Regions from separate parts of the Sus scrofa genome. Here all the other regions are linked to region 1. A link is a contact called in public HiChIP or PLAC-seq and promoter capture Hi-C data. All regions are on one chromosome and are shown on one strand. Each heading gives the region's core, a stretch centred on a gene start, on an enhancer-like site or on the middle of the called end of the contact. The rest is flanking DNA. Distances are from core to core; before and after follow the strand shown.

Region 1 (2,849 bases), core at 127-2,626:
TGCCACTGATCCCATTTCTAACTTAGTTTCCACCGGGACCTCCATTTCGGGAACTCCCTTTCACCCGGATGGAAAGGTTCCGGAGCATCTTTAGGGGGGCCGCCCCCGCATTTCCCACTACTGTCTCCTCTCTTCTTGACTGCTTCTTCCTTCCCACCAACAGGCAGCCCCATAACCTTAGAGCCCACAGGGTGGCATCCTAGGTCAGCTCCCGCCCCGCCCCGCCCCTGGTTCCAACTATTGGGCGTTGTTGGACTCTAGAGACTGAGAGAGGGTGTCCTCTGAGGGTTGGCCCGGCCCTAAGAAAATGAGGCCCACTGGACGCTTAGAACTACTCCCTTTGCAGAGTGCTAATGCTAGCACTTTGCTGGGTGCTACATACACCTTGCGTTTGGTAGATAGGCCAGTCTAAGGCAGAGGCGGGGACCACCCTTCCCTTGCCCACACAGAACCAACCCACCCAGAACCAAACTGTGATAACCCTGTAAAGGCTGTCGTGTGAAAATCATTGGGCTGAGTGATCAGGGATTATCATGGGGGAAGCCCTGCGGTCTGGGCTGGTAGGGACTAGGGACACTTTCAGAGTGAACTGAGCACGGGCTAGAGAAATTTATTCCTTAGTTCTGGGGTAGTGGAGAAAGTGTCGTTTGGAAAGGCGTGCTTGGCCAAAGATCGAGAGGTGCGCGAAAAATCCTTTTCTTTCTGCAAACTGAGTTATTGTGGCTGAATTTAGAGGTGGAGTGGTGAAAGAATGCCGGCAAACCGGACAGGGTTAGACGGTTGGCAGCAGCAAATGGTTTTATACTGAGAAAAAGGTCAGACAGGGACTTTTAAAAACAATTCCTCTGGCACTGTGAAAGTTAGAGATAGAGAGGAATAGGATATAGTGACGGGGACAGAGCTACACTGGCCGTTTCCCTGTAACTTGGTGTAGGTCTCCAGTGCTGCTCACAGCAAATCAAAAACTACTCAAGGTACTTCAGGCCTTCGCTCCTTTGGAGGGCTGCCCCGCCTTCGGAGGCGCCAGAAAGCAGTTCGCGCATGCGTCCTCGCCTCCCATCCTTTCCTTGACTGCGCCAAAGAGCGCCTACGGGCCTGGGATGGGCTCCCCTTTCCACCCAATCAGGGCCCACCAGTGGTCCTACAATCTGGTGAGAGGATTCCACTCTCAAATGACTAATCGGGTGGAGACCCAGACGACGGACATCTACAGCAGCCAGTAGTGAAAAGCAAAAGGGAGGGGCCTCCTTCTCTCCTTGTAGAGAGGCTGGGGAAGGGAGTCGCTGCGACTGGATGACTAAGGGCTCTCCGTTTGATGGACGAGGGAGAAAACCAGTAAGAGCGGGAAGGAGGCGGGGCTTTTCAGGAGCTTGGGGAGCGCCGCTCCTATCAGGTACTCCAAAGGAGGCCAGGCTGTGCCAGAAATCCGACCTATCAAATTGGAGTTTATTTTAAGGCGGTGGGGTCGGCAAAATAACTTGCAGAAAGCGCTCGCCTATAAGGAGTGTCCCAGACAAACGAGGGCGGGCGCTCTTGCAGAACGGCGTGGCCTTTATCCTATAGGCACGCAAGGCGGACGGAGGCTTCCCCTCCCGCCGCGGCGGGACCAGTGGCTCCCCTATCGGGTGGGGGCGGCGAGTGACGGGCGTGTCCCTCCCCCAATGAGAGGCGGGGGGAGGCGGGTTCTGCGCCGCCATGTCGCGGAGGCTGCTGCCCCGGGCGGAGAAGCGGCGTCGGCGGTTGGAGCAGAGGCAGCAGCCGGACGAGCAGCGGCGGCGGTCCGGAGCGATGGTGAAGATGGCGGCGGCGGGCGGCGGAGGCGGCGGTGGCCGCTACTACGGCGGCGGCAGTGAGGGCGGCCGGGCCCCTAAGCGGCTCAAGACTGACAACGCCGGCGACCAGCATGGAGGCGGCGGCGGCGGTGGAGCCGGGGCGGCGGGCGGCGGCGGCGGGTGAGGCCAGGGCCCTAGGCGCCGGAGACGGCCGGGGAAGGGAGGGAAGATTGCCAATCTAGAGAGTATTAATTTTAGGTGGCTGAGTCTGTGCGCACGCGCCCAGGCCCTCGCCCTGAAGGACGGGGTGGGGTGGGGGAGGGGCAGACGTTGGGCAAACGGCGGGGTTTGCGCGAGGACAGGCGCTTGCGCGTGCGCGGTATCCCGAGGTGGGGGGTGGAGGAAACTGCTCGCGCTGCGGCTGGCGCATTGCGCAGGCGCCGCGGGCTAGCTTGTGGGGGCCAGGCACGCGGCCTGGCCGTTTTTCTCTATCGTTTTCCTGTCTGGCCCCCTGCGCAGGCGCACTGCTCCTGCCCCGGCCTCGTGGGCGGTTGTTGGGGGGGGGCACCGCGGGGAGCGCGTGGGCGGTGGCATTTTTCTCTGCTTGAGTGGGGAATTCTGCCTGATCGTTTTTAGTTTTTGTAGCGTCATGGTTTGTCCCTGTACAGAAACTCATTTATTTAAGGATGTTTTTTTAGACCAGGATATGTTCCTCGTTTTTGTGGGCATCGAAAACCGGAAGAAGGGCTTGTGAAAGGTCTTGGGCGTTTAGAAGTTTAAGCCAAGCTTTGGAGTTATCACAAGTTTGCTTACAATTTCTAGGGGTTAACTGGATGCAGTCAGTTTCTCGAATCAAAATGTTCTCTGAGGGTGGGCATTTTGGAAGGGATTGGAGCCTCTTCAATCCCCTAGGCGGAAGAGGCTACCAGTTGTTACTGCTGGCCTGGAACCCGGTTCCTCCTCCCTGGAAGTTCATGAAGTCCTCTCCTGGTCACGGTCAGCCGTTTGCCGGGTTTTCCAGGTTTTAATAGCACGCTGTAGCTGTGATTTACTAGCATTTAAACTGTTCCAGGTCTT
Region 2 (2,849 bases), core at 220-2,719, 410 kb before region 1:
CCCCCCTCGGAGGAGCGGTGAGAATTAGGAGTGTGGGCTAAGACCAGGGAGGGGGCCCTGGGAGAAGCTAGTGGGGGAGACAGAGACAAAGTGACAAAAAGAGGGAACAAGGAGAGCTACCACTGAGAAAAAGATGGAAAGGGTGAGACAAAGAAGACCTAACGAGTCGCCCAAGCTATGAGTCTGGTGTGTCTGGGGCCAGGGGCTCAAGGATCCTGGGAACGTTAGGGCTCCGGCTTCAGCCGAGGGCGAGGGGCAGGGCTGGGAAAAAGCCGTGGGCGGGAGGCCGCGGGGTCCCAGGGGAGGGCGGAGCAGGCTGGGGAACCGGATGCCAGGGTCCTGCAGACGGCTCCCTCCCCCGCCGAGGGCTGCGAGTTGGGGCGGGCTGCGAGTTGGGGCGGTTGGCCCCGAGTCCTCGACCCCCTCTGGCCGGTCCCTGCGCGATCCGCTCACTGTCTCCACCGCCGCAGCTCCCCCGCAGCGCCTCCCTACACCCCTCTAGCCCCCAACTCCCGCTGGCGCCTCCGCTCGCCCCCCGCCGGCACGCCCCCTCATTGTTCAGCGGCAGCGGCGCCGCCCCCTCCCCCAGCCCGTCGGGGCCCCTCGCCTTCCCCCTCACCTCCCGGGGAGTCTCCAGCCCCAGAGCAAGGCAGCCCGGTTGCTATTCGACCCTCGCACGGTCTCCGAGGAGGAGCAGAACCGGGGCTCCCGCGTCTCAGCAAGTCCGAGGTGTGAACTTCGTGCTCTCAGGTTCCGAGAACAAACTCCGGGATCTCTCCGAAAATGGGGTGTAGTGGTCCGAATTTCTTTGGTCCTCTAAGCAGAAGATGCTGGGAGCCTCGACTCTTGAATCTCAAATTGTAGTGCTGGGAACCCAAATTCCTGAGCCTTCTAGATGGGTTCGTGGGTTGGGGGGGAGTCCGTATTCCTGAGTTCCCCTAACTCTAAGAGCAGGAATTAAACCATCTCTAGGCAGGAGTGCAGGGAACCCCAAATTCCAGGGTCCCTTTCCCTTGAAGTAGTGGGCGCTTCAGCTCTAAACAGGCTGGGTAGGACACTAGGAGTCCGTATCCCAAGTTCCTCCAACCCGGGGAGTCTTGGACTTAGCTTTCTGGGAAACTCTAGAGGGAAACTCCGGTCTGGGATCCTAAGTTCTTCGAAACTGAGTGCAGGAAGCTGGGCCTACAGGGTCGCGCGGGGCTGAAGGGGACTCCTGGCTTCTCCAGGAGGGGGCGCTGGGCACCTGGATGTCTGGGGTCCTCAAGCTTGGACGCTGGGTGGGGCCTGGGCTTCGGGGGTCTCTCGGGATGCGGTGCAGAGTTTCGGGCTGTTGGAGTCTGCGACTCTGGACCCCTCAGGCTCCAGGATGGGTGGCACGGGTCTCGGACGGTGGCGGCGCCACATCTAGGGCTGGATAGTCCGGTCTCAGCTGTGGGGCAGGGGGCGGTCGCCCGAGGCCTCCCCTCCCCCCAGCCGCCCGGGCTCATATCCTGTTCCCGCCCGCAGGGGGAGGGGCCGCCTTCCGGCTGGCCAGCCAGCTAAGGGTTAAGACCCTTCCTCCCCAGGCTCTGAATATTCATAAGAAGGCGAGTCCCAGGCAGGCTACACCCCCACATTCCAAACGCCTTTCAGACTTTTCCCTTTTACAGCAAGAGCCTTTGAGGCGTGAGAATCCGGAACTGGTAACGCGCTTTCTCCTATTGGCCAACCCAAAGGTTCCTATTTGTATATGCAAAGATGAGGCGGAGCTAGCCAGTGAGGTCACGTGGTCAAGAACGACTGAAGGACCCCGGGACGCGAGGGTGCGGCCGAAGCTCCAGTGGCGCAATCGGTTAGCGCGCGGTACTTATATAGCAGTGCAAGCGGAGCAATGCCGAGGTTGTGAGTTCGATCCTCACCTGGAGCAACTTTTCTTCATATCAGTATTTTAGAGATTTATATGTCTTATTGATCGAGCCGAACACCTACATCACTTAGAGGAATGAACGTTTCGATCTTTGCAATTTTCAAACTGGAAAGACTCCTGGGACTCTGACGATGGTCGCTAAGGGAGTGTTTTGTATTGTGGGAGGTGCCGTTCTCTTCATCGTCACCAGGGGGTGGCATCGCCTCTTAGATGCCTGGGTCTGCAAATCTCAGTTCAAGACTTCTGCACATGCCAGACTTTTGTGTCCTCTGCAAACTCTGTATGTGACACTCTCTCCTCCATCTGTCTCTGTCTTGAATTTCTTCCCTCCAGTTTTGTCGAGATATAATCGCCGCATATCATTGTATTAGTCCAAGGTGTACAAAATAACAACCTGAGATAGTGTATAAAGTATGAAATAATTACCAGAACCGTTAACATCAATTACCTCACATAGGTACTATTTTGTATATGTGTATCTTGGAGTTTTCTCTGTCCCTCCTCATTTCGAATCGATTTATTATTTTTACTTTAACAAATTCTGAAATTTGTGACCCTTGTATGTCTGGTCTCTGTTTAGAGTTTAGGTGTGAGTGATAAGAGCAGTGAACAAGACAAAGTCAAAGTCTCTGCCCCAGTATTTGACTTTCTAGTGGGGGAGGCAGATTGCTATAAAGATCTAAGTCCATTTTATATGTTAAGTGGTTATAAACAACAAACGTAATGGAAAAAGTAGAGCAACATAGGAAGGATGCGGGTTGCAACAATAGCAGTCAGGGACCATCTCACTAAGGACACATTTGGGCAGAGACCTGAAGGAGGGGAGTGAGCTATTGGGACACCTGGGGAGTAGTCCAGGCAGAGGAACAGCCTGTGCAAAGGCCCAGTGGCTGAAGCGTGTCAGACGTATCGGTAGAAGCTAGCAAAAGGGACCAAAGATGAG
Region 3 (2,849 bases), core at 246-2,745, 400 kb before region 1:
CATCAGGAAACCAGGTATAGGCCCAGGAGACCAGTGCAAGGCCTAGGGGGACAGTTAATAGTAGAAGGGGCAAAGAAGGGCAGTTAGGCTCTAGGGAGCTGGGCTTGAAAGTAAGAGAAAAAGGGGATGGGTGGGGTGCAGAGGGGGTGAATTTCTAAAACTAGGATGGAGATAGGACACCCTGGGGAAAAGGGATTACTCACTGTCCATTGTCAATGTTAGTGTTCTGAATCAAGTTCTGGGCTGCAACCTTCATCAGGGTCTAATTAAAGGGAAAAAAAGGTGAAGAAAATGCAGACACAAAAGAGAACACCTTTGGTCGATCTAATCTCTTCTTCTTCTTTTTTTTTTTTTTTTTTTTTAAGCTATTTTTTGGGCCGCTCCCATGGCATATGGAGGTTCCCAGGCTAGGGGTCGAATCGGAGCTGTAGCCACCGGCCTACGCCAGAGCCACAGCAACGCGGGATCCGAGCTGCGTCTGCAACCTACACCACAGTTCACGGCAACGCCGGATCGTTAACCCACTGAGCAAGGGCAGGGACCGAACCCGCAACCTCATGGTTCCTAGTCGGATTCGTTATCCACTGCGCCACGACGGGAACCCCTAATCTCCTTTTAAGATACCCCAATCTCAGGCCTCTTCACTTGGCACTTCTATCCTGCCACTCCAGAGTAATGCCAGCTTCCATTCCTCTATAGCAATAACCACCTGTACGTTCCCGGAGGCCCACTCTCGGTCACCTGGGGTTCTCGCCAATAACCTCTTGGACATAACTTGAGTCATCCCTCACCCACCAGTCATGGTCACTTTCTGTACAGGCCAGTCCGTTTTTCAGGCTTTCACGACCCGAGCTAGGTTTCTTCTTTAAACTCCCTCCCGCGTGAATTCTGATAAATCCTAGGCTCAAGATTTGCCCTGATCCCACCGCACACTGTCAGTTCACAAAGCTTCGCTCTGGCCTCTCCAATATCAAGCCTCACTCATCTTCCTTGCCTAAATCTCCTTTTGCGCTCTCCTTGACTAAAGAGCCCCGCCATCCACCCCTATTAAATCAGAGAGCCACATCTCGCTTGCTTCTCGCAGCTCGTGGCCAATCACCTGCAGACTCTCTTTTAGCTGCGGGATGAGCATCTTATATCGCTGTACAGGATCGAAGTCCTGTTGCTGTTGCTGCAAAAGCCCGCCCTGGGCAGGCCCCACCAACTGTGCCTGTGGTTGCGGCTGCTGCTGAGGACCCGAGCCGCCAGCCGAACCCGGACCCGACACACCAGCAGCAGCAGAAGAAGCTGCAGAAGCCTGAGGTTGGGATGCAGCCATCTTCCCTGCTTAGCGCGCCGGAAGTGCGTCCAAGTGCTCCTTCCGGGTTTCTCTTTAGCGTCTTCGTCTCTAGGCCCTGTTTGCTTGTTAGCTCCGCCTCCTAGACAATTCAGCCAATGGGAGGAAAGAAGCCACCCTCCAACTCTGGATTCTCAAAGCCGACGTCCAGACCGAGATACCCAGTCGCCAATCACAAGAGGCTCTTCCTTCCCCGCTCCGCCCTTACCCGGTCGTTCGCCAATCCGGGTGTAGAGCCAATCAGACTCTATTTCCCAGAAGGCCTTGCGGCCTGAGGCGCTCTGAAGTCCTCGGCGTCTTGGCGGCAGTTGGTGGAGTCGGAGCTGTGAGTATGTTGTGGGCGTTGTGTGCGCGTTTACCTCAGTACCGCGTATTAACTCAGGTGTTAATTGGAACTCTTCTCACCAGCTCACCTCACTCCGACCCTATTCCTGAGGAGAGCGGCGCCAGCCCGAGCCCTGTCTCGGATTGGGCGTCCGCCGAGGTCGGCACGCCTCTTCCTGTGGCTCTGTGAGGCTCTCGTCAGGACTGCCGACGCCTTGTCGCCATGGCGCCCACTATCCAGACCCAGGCCCAGCGCGAGGACGGCCACAGGTAGGAACCGCGCCGCCTGGCTGCACCGCTTTTTTCTAAATCTGTGTAGGCATCAGCGAGTTGGGAGGGTCGGGCGCGATGTCAGTCGCAGTATCACCAGCCCCCTAGGTCTGTCCGTGACGTCACGGAGTGCTCACCTGCTCACGGGGGCGGGTCCCGGGCGGGGTGTTGTCCCCCTCCTCCCGGCCACGGAGTTCTGGAATTAAGCTCTGGAGACGATTATATCCAGATGGGACTGAGCTCCTATCCCTCCAGTCAAGCATTTGGAGACCCCTTTTCCTAGAAACAATTGAGTACGTGACTCTATTTATTAGAGAGCTCAAAAGACCTTTACTTCAAGAGAAATTGACTCGTGTTTCCTGCTGTATGTTTAGAAACAGAAGTATTTGTATAAATTTAACAAATCGAGCACTTGGTTTCATTTATTGAGGCATTTCTCTGAAAGGAATGAAATACTTGCGTCCCTCCTACCAAGAGGGATTAGCATTTATCACCCTCTCCTTCCCTTTTTAGAAGCTTAGAAAAGCCCCCTTTGCTCTCCTGCAAATCCCGTTCTATCTTTTGTTAGTGTCTTTTTTTTTACTCTTCAGGCCCAATTCTCACCGCACTCTGCCTGAGAGGTGAGCACTGATGTGTTTTCCCGCGAGGGGTGGGCCGCTGGGGGCTGGGGGCAGAGGTGGGGCAGCAAAGGCTGGGTTTTGAGCCACTGTGTTTCCAGGTCTGGAGTGGTCTGCCGAGTCAAGTACTGCAATAGCCTTCCTGACATTCCCTTCGACCCCAAGTTCATCACCTATCCCTTTGACCAGAACAGGTGAGACTGCGATGGGACTGGGAAACAACCCACTCAGAATGTGAGTTCCTTGACGGCAGGGACTGTTTCTCTTGTTGACTGTCGAGAGCCTAGAGCAGTACCTACCAC
Region 4 (2,849 bases), core at 92-2,591, 350 kb after region 1:
CTCATCCCCTATCAACCTCTCTCCTTCTCCTCCCTCTGCACGTACCCACAGCCCCACCCATCGTCCCCCTCACAGCTGGGTGCCTGCGCATATGTATTTTCTTAGAGCCCATCAACTCAGCCCCAGTCCCCCCTACACTGCCTCCGCACCCTGCCGCCCAGGCCACTGGCTGGGTGAGAAACCCAGGCTCTCTTCCCCCCACCCCTTCCCGGATTTATGAATGAGACCGGATGCAAAGCTCATTGAGTCACCCGGCAACGGGAGATGGGCAGAGAGCAGGGAGAGAACCAGAAATGGCCAGAGACAGGCCGAAAGGGAGATGGAGGCAGAAGAAGCCAGGAACGGGCGACCGAGACACATCCAGAGAGCATTTCATTCACAAAATCAAGGTTGCTCCCTCAGGCCCCTGCCGAGGAAAGGCAAGGGGGAGAGATTGCGGGCGGGCAGGCGGGCGGGGAGGGGGGAATTGATCCCTCCTCTTCCCTCTCCCGGCCCCAGCATCCTTCAGAACCATCTTACCCCGCCCCCCAGCCCCCCTCCCCCCTGTTCAGGGACCATAGCCCTCCGCCCAGCAATCAGGATCAGCCTCCAACCCCTCACTACCACCTAGCGCAGGGACCTTGGTGCCCCAGCCTCAAGCACCCAAGCCACGAGCTCTAGCCCCTTCCCCCACCAGCAGGCTGTCGGGTTTCCCCAGCCTTTCGGGAGGGGAAGGGGCCGCCGCAGCGCCCCCAGCCCCCTTTTCTCAATGGGATGGGATTTTGTGAATGAGCAGTCACGTGACGCTGCTTCCTTTGTCCGCCCGCCTCCCCCGACAACAGGTGAAGCAGAGAAAGAGGGCAGGGGTCCCCCCCCAGGGCCTACTGGGATGGGATGCCGGGATTTCTGGGTGCCCTACGCTCCCTATGATCTGTTTCCTGGGGGGAGTGGTCCCCAGATTTCCTCAATGGTGGGGGTCCAGTACGGAAATTATGAATGGGGTGTCCTCGTAGGAAGTCCAGGCCCCCCCAAATGGAGACTGGTACCCCAAATGGCTGCCGCGCAGTTTAGGAGCCCCCACCCCCTTGTCCTTCCAGCCAGGGTCTGGGGGCGTCCCGGTGGACAGGAGGCGCTGCGCGGTCCCGGCTGCCCCCTCACCGTGACAGGCCGTCTGTCAGCCCCCGCCCCCTCGCCCCCCTCGGCACCTGCCTGGAAGGCTCCGGCCGGGCTCCGAGCGGTGGCGACGTGGCCTCCTCCTCCTCCTCCTCTTCGCTCCAGCTCCCTCGCTGGCTCCGGCGGCGCTAGAGACGGGCACCGGGAGCCGGGGCGAGGGGGGAGGGAGGGGAAACCTGGTAGATGGGGGGGGAGGGGGCGGCTTGGGGGGAGGGGTAAGCGCGAGGCAGGCGCACTTGCCCGCTGGGTCCTAGAGCCCGGCCCTGGCTCCAGCGAACAGCCCCCCAGCCCCCATTTTCTTAGGATCCAGAAAGGATCCCCTCCTTTCCCACCCATCTGTGCCATTGGTCCCTGAGGATGTAGGGAGGGAGTCTAGGACAGAGCTTGCTCTGGATGTTCTAAAGAGGCAAGGTCTATGTTTTGGGTTCTAAATGGGAGTGGCGGGGTGCCTGGCGGGGTTCGAAAAGGGGTGGGGCGAGAAGGGAGCATCGCTAGGGGGCGGGGTCGGAGGGCCTGGAAAAGGAGAGTGAAGACGCGGGAGGCGCGGACGAGCGCGTGCGTCATAGAAGGGGCGGATCCACAGAGGAAGGGCCTTCTGGGCGAGCCAGAGGAAAGAGGGTCTTGGGAGGAGAGGTTGTCCTTGTAGGACGGAGCTTACAAGTAAACTGCCTTTAGGGGCCGGACGACGGAGAGTTCCAAAAGGGAGGAGCTACGCAGCTGTGTTCATAATGGGCGGAGCTTCAGGAGAGAAACTAACGGAGAGGGCGGGGCATTGTGAAGGGGCGGGGCTTAAAAGAACGTTCTACAGGGGTGGGGCCTAGGACTGCAAGGCCTGGGGGCGGGGAAGAAGACACTGGAGTATTTCAAAGGGAGATCCAGGTTCCTAAGGGGCAGTGCTCAAGCTGGCACACGGGGCGGGGGGCTCGAGCCTATGGGCGGGGCCTAGGTCTCGGGGTCCGCTCTTGCTGCCTCGCCCGCTTGCCCCGTTCTTTTCGGTTACTTTCTGCTGCGGCCGTTCCCCTCCCTCCCCTGGGCCCAGGGGGCCGCGGTCCGAACTTCGGTCGGCTGGTGGAGTCGGTGAGTGGGATCCTCTGAGAGGAGGAGCGAGGGCGGAGCTTGGGGGAAGGGGTGGAGCCTGAGTATGAGGTCTGCCGCTAGACCTGGAGCAGGAAAAGAAATTTAGCAGTGAAGCCTGGGAAGAGGGCGGGAACCAAATAATCAATTGAGAGGGAGTTGAGGGTTAGAGGTGAGGACTGAGGGGTTAGCACGACAAAAATATCTGGATTTGTTAAGCGGAGGCGGGGCCAGACCTGGGGAGGGTTGGGGGGTCTGGTTGAGAAGGCCCGATTCCCTGACAATCGGGGGCGGGACCAGAGGGAGGAGGCGGGGCCTGGGCCAAAGAAACCTTGTTGAGAGTTCAGGGAGAGAAGCTGGTACTCCTTGGTCTTACAAGCTACAGAGTACAATCACCACGCGTGTTGTGGCCTGAGTAACTGGCAAGGAAGGCGGGCAAGGCCTATGTCTTGGAGTCTAGAGACCTCGGATGTGGTCAAAGCGAAGGGATGTGATCTGAGGGTCCAGATAGGAAGACAGGTACTGAACCTTAGTACACTAAGAGAATGGGGACTCTGTACCTGAACAGCAGCTGTATGGGTCCACGGGGAAGAAGATGTGAACGTCAAGAGCAGAGAAATAGG
Region 5 (2,849 bases), core at 158-2,657, 320 kb after region 1:
AGGTCTGGGGAGGAGGAGAGAGAGCCCAACCCATGGTGTCTGCTAAGGGGCTGGAGCTGGGGCAAGAGCCTAGGGTGAAGCTAGGCCTTCTCCCGTGGCTGAATGTCCAGCTGTCCCCATCCTTCACTACGGGCCTCAGCTGTTCATCCCTCCCTCCCGGGAAACCAGACCCGGCTCACCAGGGTCCTATTCTGGGGCCAGAATGCTGTGTCAGCATTTCCCAGGGCCCAGAGGGCGTGGGGAGGGGCTAATGCAGGGTCAGCAGACCTAGCCCAGAAGAGAGAACATACCCCCACACTCACAACCCCCCCACCCCCACGGGGCTGAACCACTGGGAAGGAAAAGTGGGAAGGACTCCCCAGGGGCAGCCCCTCCCCCATCATCTCCACGGCCCCTGCCCAGGCCCCAGAAAAGCGGGCTATTCTGGGAGGGACACCTGTTGTTCCCGTTCCCATCCCTGCCCCCCAGCCGGGGATCAGAGAAGTGGGGAGAGACAGAGCTGGAGACACAGCAAGAAAAAACACAGAGGGCCTGAAACCGGCAAAACAAAGCCAGAGACAGAGACCAGCAGACAGAGATGGAGAGAGATACAGACACAAACAATCCAAAGAGACAGATAGAAAAAGGCACCCCCCCAGAGACCACTGGCAGCCATATTTGACCCTCCTCCCTAAAACCAAGTGGGGGAAAAAAGAAGACCTAGAACTAGAGAGACCCCACCCGCCCACCCCAGGAGACCCTCAAGAGCTGGGAGTTCAAAGGAGCTGGGTCCTCCAGTCCACCCCAGCCCCCTTCCCAAGAATTTAAATAGGTCAGAGTCTGGAGCAAGAAGAGAATTAGAGCTAGGTGGTGGTGGGGGAGGGGGGCAGCTAAATTAAGCTCAGGAATTAGAATCACCTTCCCCAAGTGCCGGCTTCCAGAGTGATGGGAGGGGGTGCTCCCTCAGCGGCCCCCTTCTCTGGGACAACCCGCTAGTATCAGAGGGAAGGGTGGCAGAAGGTTCCCCTCCCCATCCTGCAGTCCCAAATTCTACTAATTCTAAGGCGAGAAAGGTGGGGGAGACTGAGAGAGACAGAAACGGAGAAAGACAGTGACAGTCACCCAAAGGACAGTAGAAGAGACCTCGAATCTTAGAGACCACCAGCAAACACGACGGAGACATCCAGAGACAGAGAAACATTCACAGGAACCCGAGAGATGACCCCAGAGACCCCTAACAGAGATACGTACTGTCCGCAGAAACTGGACCTCATCTTCGCCCTCTCCTCCGTCACCCATGATGTCGAGGCCCGAGGAGCCGGGGCTGAGGTCAGGGAATAGGAGGAGGGGGCCGCAGGCTGGGCGGGCGGGCGGGCCGGGGGCGGCTGGGGTCGGAGACCTCTGGGAACCCCAGAGGCACCCGCGGGGTAGATGGAACTGCGAGGAAGACTCGCGTGCAGCTCAGAGCTGGTAGGAGGTCTCCGCCCTCCGGTCTCCATTGGGCCCCGACGACAAGACCACGCCCCTTTGACGGAGCCCCGCCTACAGATCCCAGACTTTAGCCAAAGGTGCACGTTCGGGTGGGAGGTGTTAAGGGAGAGTGTCTAGGAGGTAGCTACCCTCTCTCCTCTCTCCTCCCATTTCACAAAGTCCAAACTGAGGCTCTGAGCCGGGAAGGCCCTGCTTGATGTCGGGGTTATGCACCAGGTCTCCCGGCTTTAAAAACCATCAGACATAGTGATTAAAAATAAAGACTCTGGAGTTCCCCTCGTGGCGAAGCAGAAACGAATTCAACTAGCAACCGTCAGGTTGCGGGTTTGATCCCTGGCACTCGCTCAGTGGGTTAAGGATCTGGCGTTGCTTTGAGCTGTGGTGTAGGTTGCAGACGCGGCTTGAATCCCGCGTTGCTGTGGCTGTGGTGTAGGCTTTTGGCTACATCTCCGATTAGACCCCTAGCCTGGGAACCTCCATACGCCGCGGGTGCTGCCCTAAAAAGAAAAAAAAAATTGTATTTAAAAACTGTACTAATACACAATGTGTTACGTAAGTGTCGCTCGCATCATTATCGTCGTCATTATTATAAAAACTGATGAGGCAAGAATAACAGCCGTAGCAGACATCTTTTGTATGCCTGTCACATTTCAGGCCCTGAGCTGAGATCTTTTCACTGCATCTTATTTCGGTCTTACAACAATCCTGCTATTATTTACACTTTTTTGGAAGAGGAAATAAAAATATGTGGTTCTTACTCTGTATAGTTTTTGCGGTTTTTTTGGCTGCACCCACAACATAGGGAAGTGCCTGGGCCAGGGATTGAACCCACACCCCAGCAGTGACCAGAGCTGCTGAAGTGACAACACCAGATCCTTAACCCATTGCACCACAAGGAAACTCCTATGTATAATTTTATTGAACTGCAAGATATTGCTTTGTGTAACCTACAGCTTAATAATAATACTTTAATTGATCCCTGTGTCAATCAGTTACCACGTGGTAGGCTCTATTTTTTTTTTTTTCTTTTTGGGGCCACACCAGTGGCACATGGAAGTTGGCAGGCTAGGGATCGAATTGGAGCTGTAGGTGCCAGCCTACACCACAGCCACAGCAACTCGGGATCCAAGCCACATCTGGGACCTACACCACAGTTCACGGCAAGGCCAGATTCCCAACCCACTGGGCGTGACCAGGGATTGAACCTGCATCCTCATGGATACTAGTCAGGTTTGTTACCGCTGAGCCATGACAGAAGTCCCTGGTAGGCTCTATTGATTTCCTCATGGGATTTTCTCTACAACCCCAGAAAGTGAGGTCTTCTCCAAATTAGTCCAGTGGACAGATGAGAAAACTGAAGCCAGAGGCACAAGGTTGCC

The links. Promoter capture Hi-C pulls out the DNA fragments that hold promoters and counts their contacts. HiChIP or PLAC-seq counts read pairs in DNA pulled down with a chosen protein or histone mark.
Region 2: a contact with region 1 is called in a promoter capture Hi-C map of liver, with 2.6 times the contacts expected there. The contact joins the promoter of PLEKHG2 here to the promoter of HNRNPL in region 1. A contact is called at or near these places in 1 of 5 promoter capture datasets (liver), 2 of 47 Hi-C or Micro-C datasets (fibroblasts and retroperitoneal adipose tissue) and 1 of 2 datasets of contacts at active chromatin or transcription factors (alveolar macrophages).
Region 3: a contact with region 1 is called in a promoter capture Hi-C map of liver, with 2.3 times the contacts expected there. The contact joins the promoter of MED29 here to the promoter of HNRNPL in region 1.
Region 4: an H3K27ac HiChIP or PLAC-seq map of alveolar macrophages shows a contact between it and region 1. The contact joins the promoter of SPRED3 here to the promoter of HNRNPL in region 1. A contact is called at or near these places in 1 of 47 Hi-C or Micro-C datasets (heart right ventricle) and 1 of 2 datasets of contacts at active chromatin or transcription factors (alveolar macrophages).
Region 5: a contact with region 1 is called in an H3K27ac HiChIP or PLAC-seq map of skeletal muscle. The contact joins the promoter of RYR1 here to the promoter of HNRNPL in region 1. A contact is called at or near these places in 1 of 47 Hi-C or Micro-C datasets (skeletal muscle) and 1 of 2 datasets of contacts at active chromatin or transcription factors (skeletal muscle).

The regions. Positions count from the first base shown.
Region 1 is chr6:47,654,383-47,657,231 of Sscrofa11.1, reverse strand. It overlaps HNRNPL (heterogeneous nuclear ribonucleoprotein L), which reads left to right and starts at 1,376. Exons shown (of 15, transcript XM_021094349.1): 1 at 1,376-1,952. The coding sequence starts at 1,696.
Region 2 is chr6:48,068,152-48,071,000 of Sscrofa11.1, reverse strand. It overlaps PLEKHG2 (pleckstrin homology domain-containing family G member 2), which reads right to left and starts at 1,469. Exons shown (of 21, transcript XM_021094371.1): 1 at 620-1,469. It overlaps TRNAI-UAU (a tRNA gene), which reads left to right and starts at 1,814; the gene lies at 1,814-1,906.
Region 3 is chr6:48,050,631-48,053,479 of Sscrofa11.1, reverse strand. MED29 (mediator of RNA polymerase II transcription subunit 29) reads right to left here and starts at 1,495. Exons shown (of 4, transcript XM_005657496.3): 1 at 1,100-1,495; 2 at 204-262. The coding sequence starts at 1,318. PAF1 (RNA polymerase II-associated factor 1 homolog) reads left to right here. Exons shown (of 16, transcript XM_003359387.4): 2 at 366-1,661; 3 at 1,745-1,930; 4 at 2,521-2,550; 5 at 2,649-2,741. The coding sequence starts at 1,884.
Region 4 is chr6:47,300,703-47,303,551 of Sscrofa11.1, reverse strand. It overlaps SPRED3 (sprouty-related, EVH1 domain-containing protein 3), which reads right to left and starts at 1,341. Exons shown (of 6, transcript XM_021094342.1): 1 at 1,189-1,341. It overlaps GGN (gametogenetin), which reads left to right and starts at 1,976. Exons shown (of 3, transcript XM_005664585.3): 1 at 1,976-2,229.
Region 5 is chr6:47,338,317-47,341,165 of Sscrofa11.1, reverse strand. RYR1 (ryanodine receptor 1) reads right to left here and starts at 1,407. Exons shown (of 109, transcript NM_001001534.1): 1 at 1,231-1,407. The coding sequence starts at 1,278.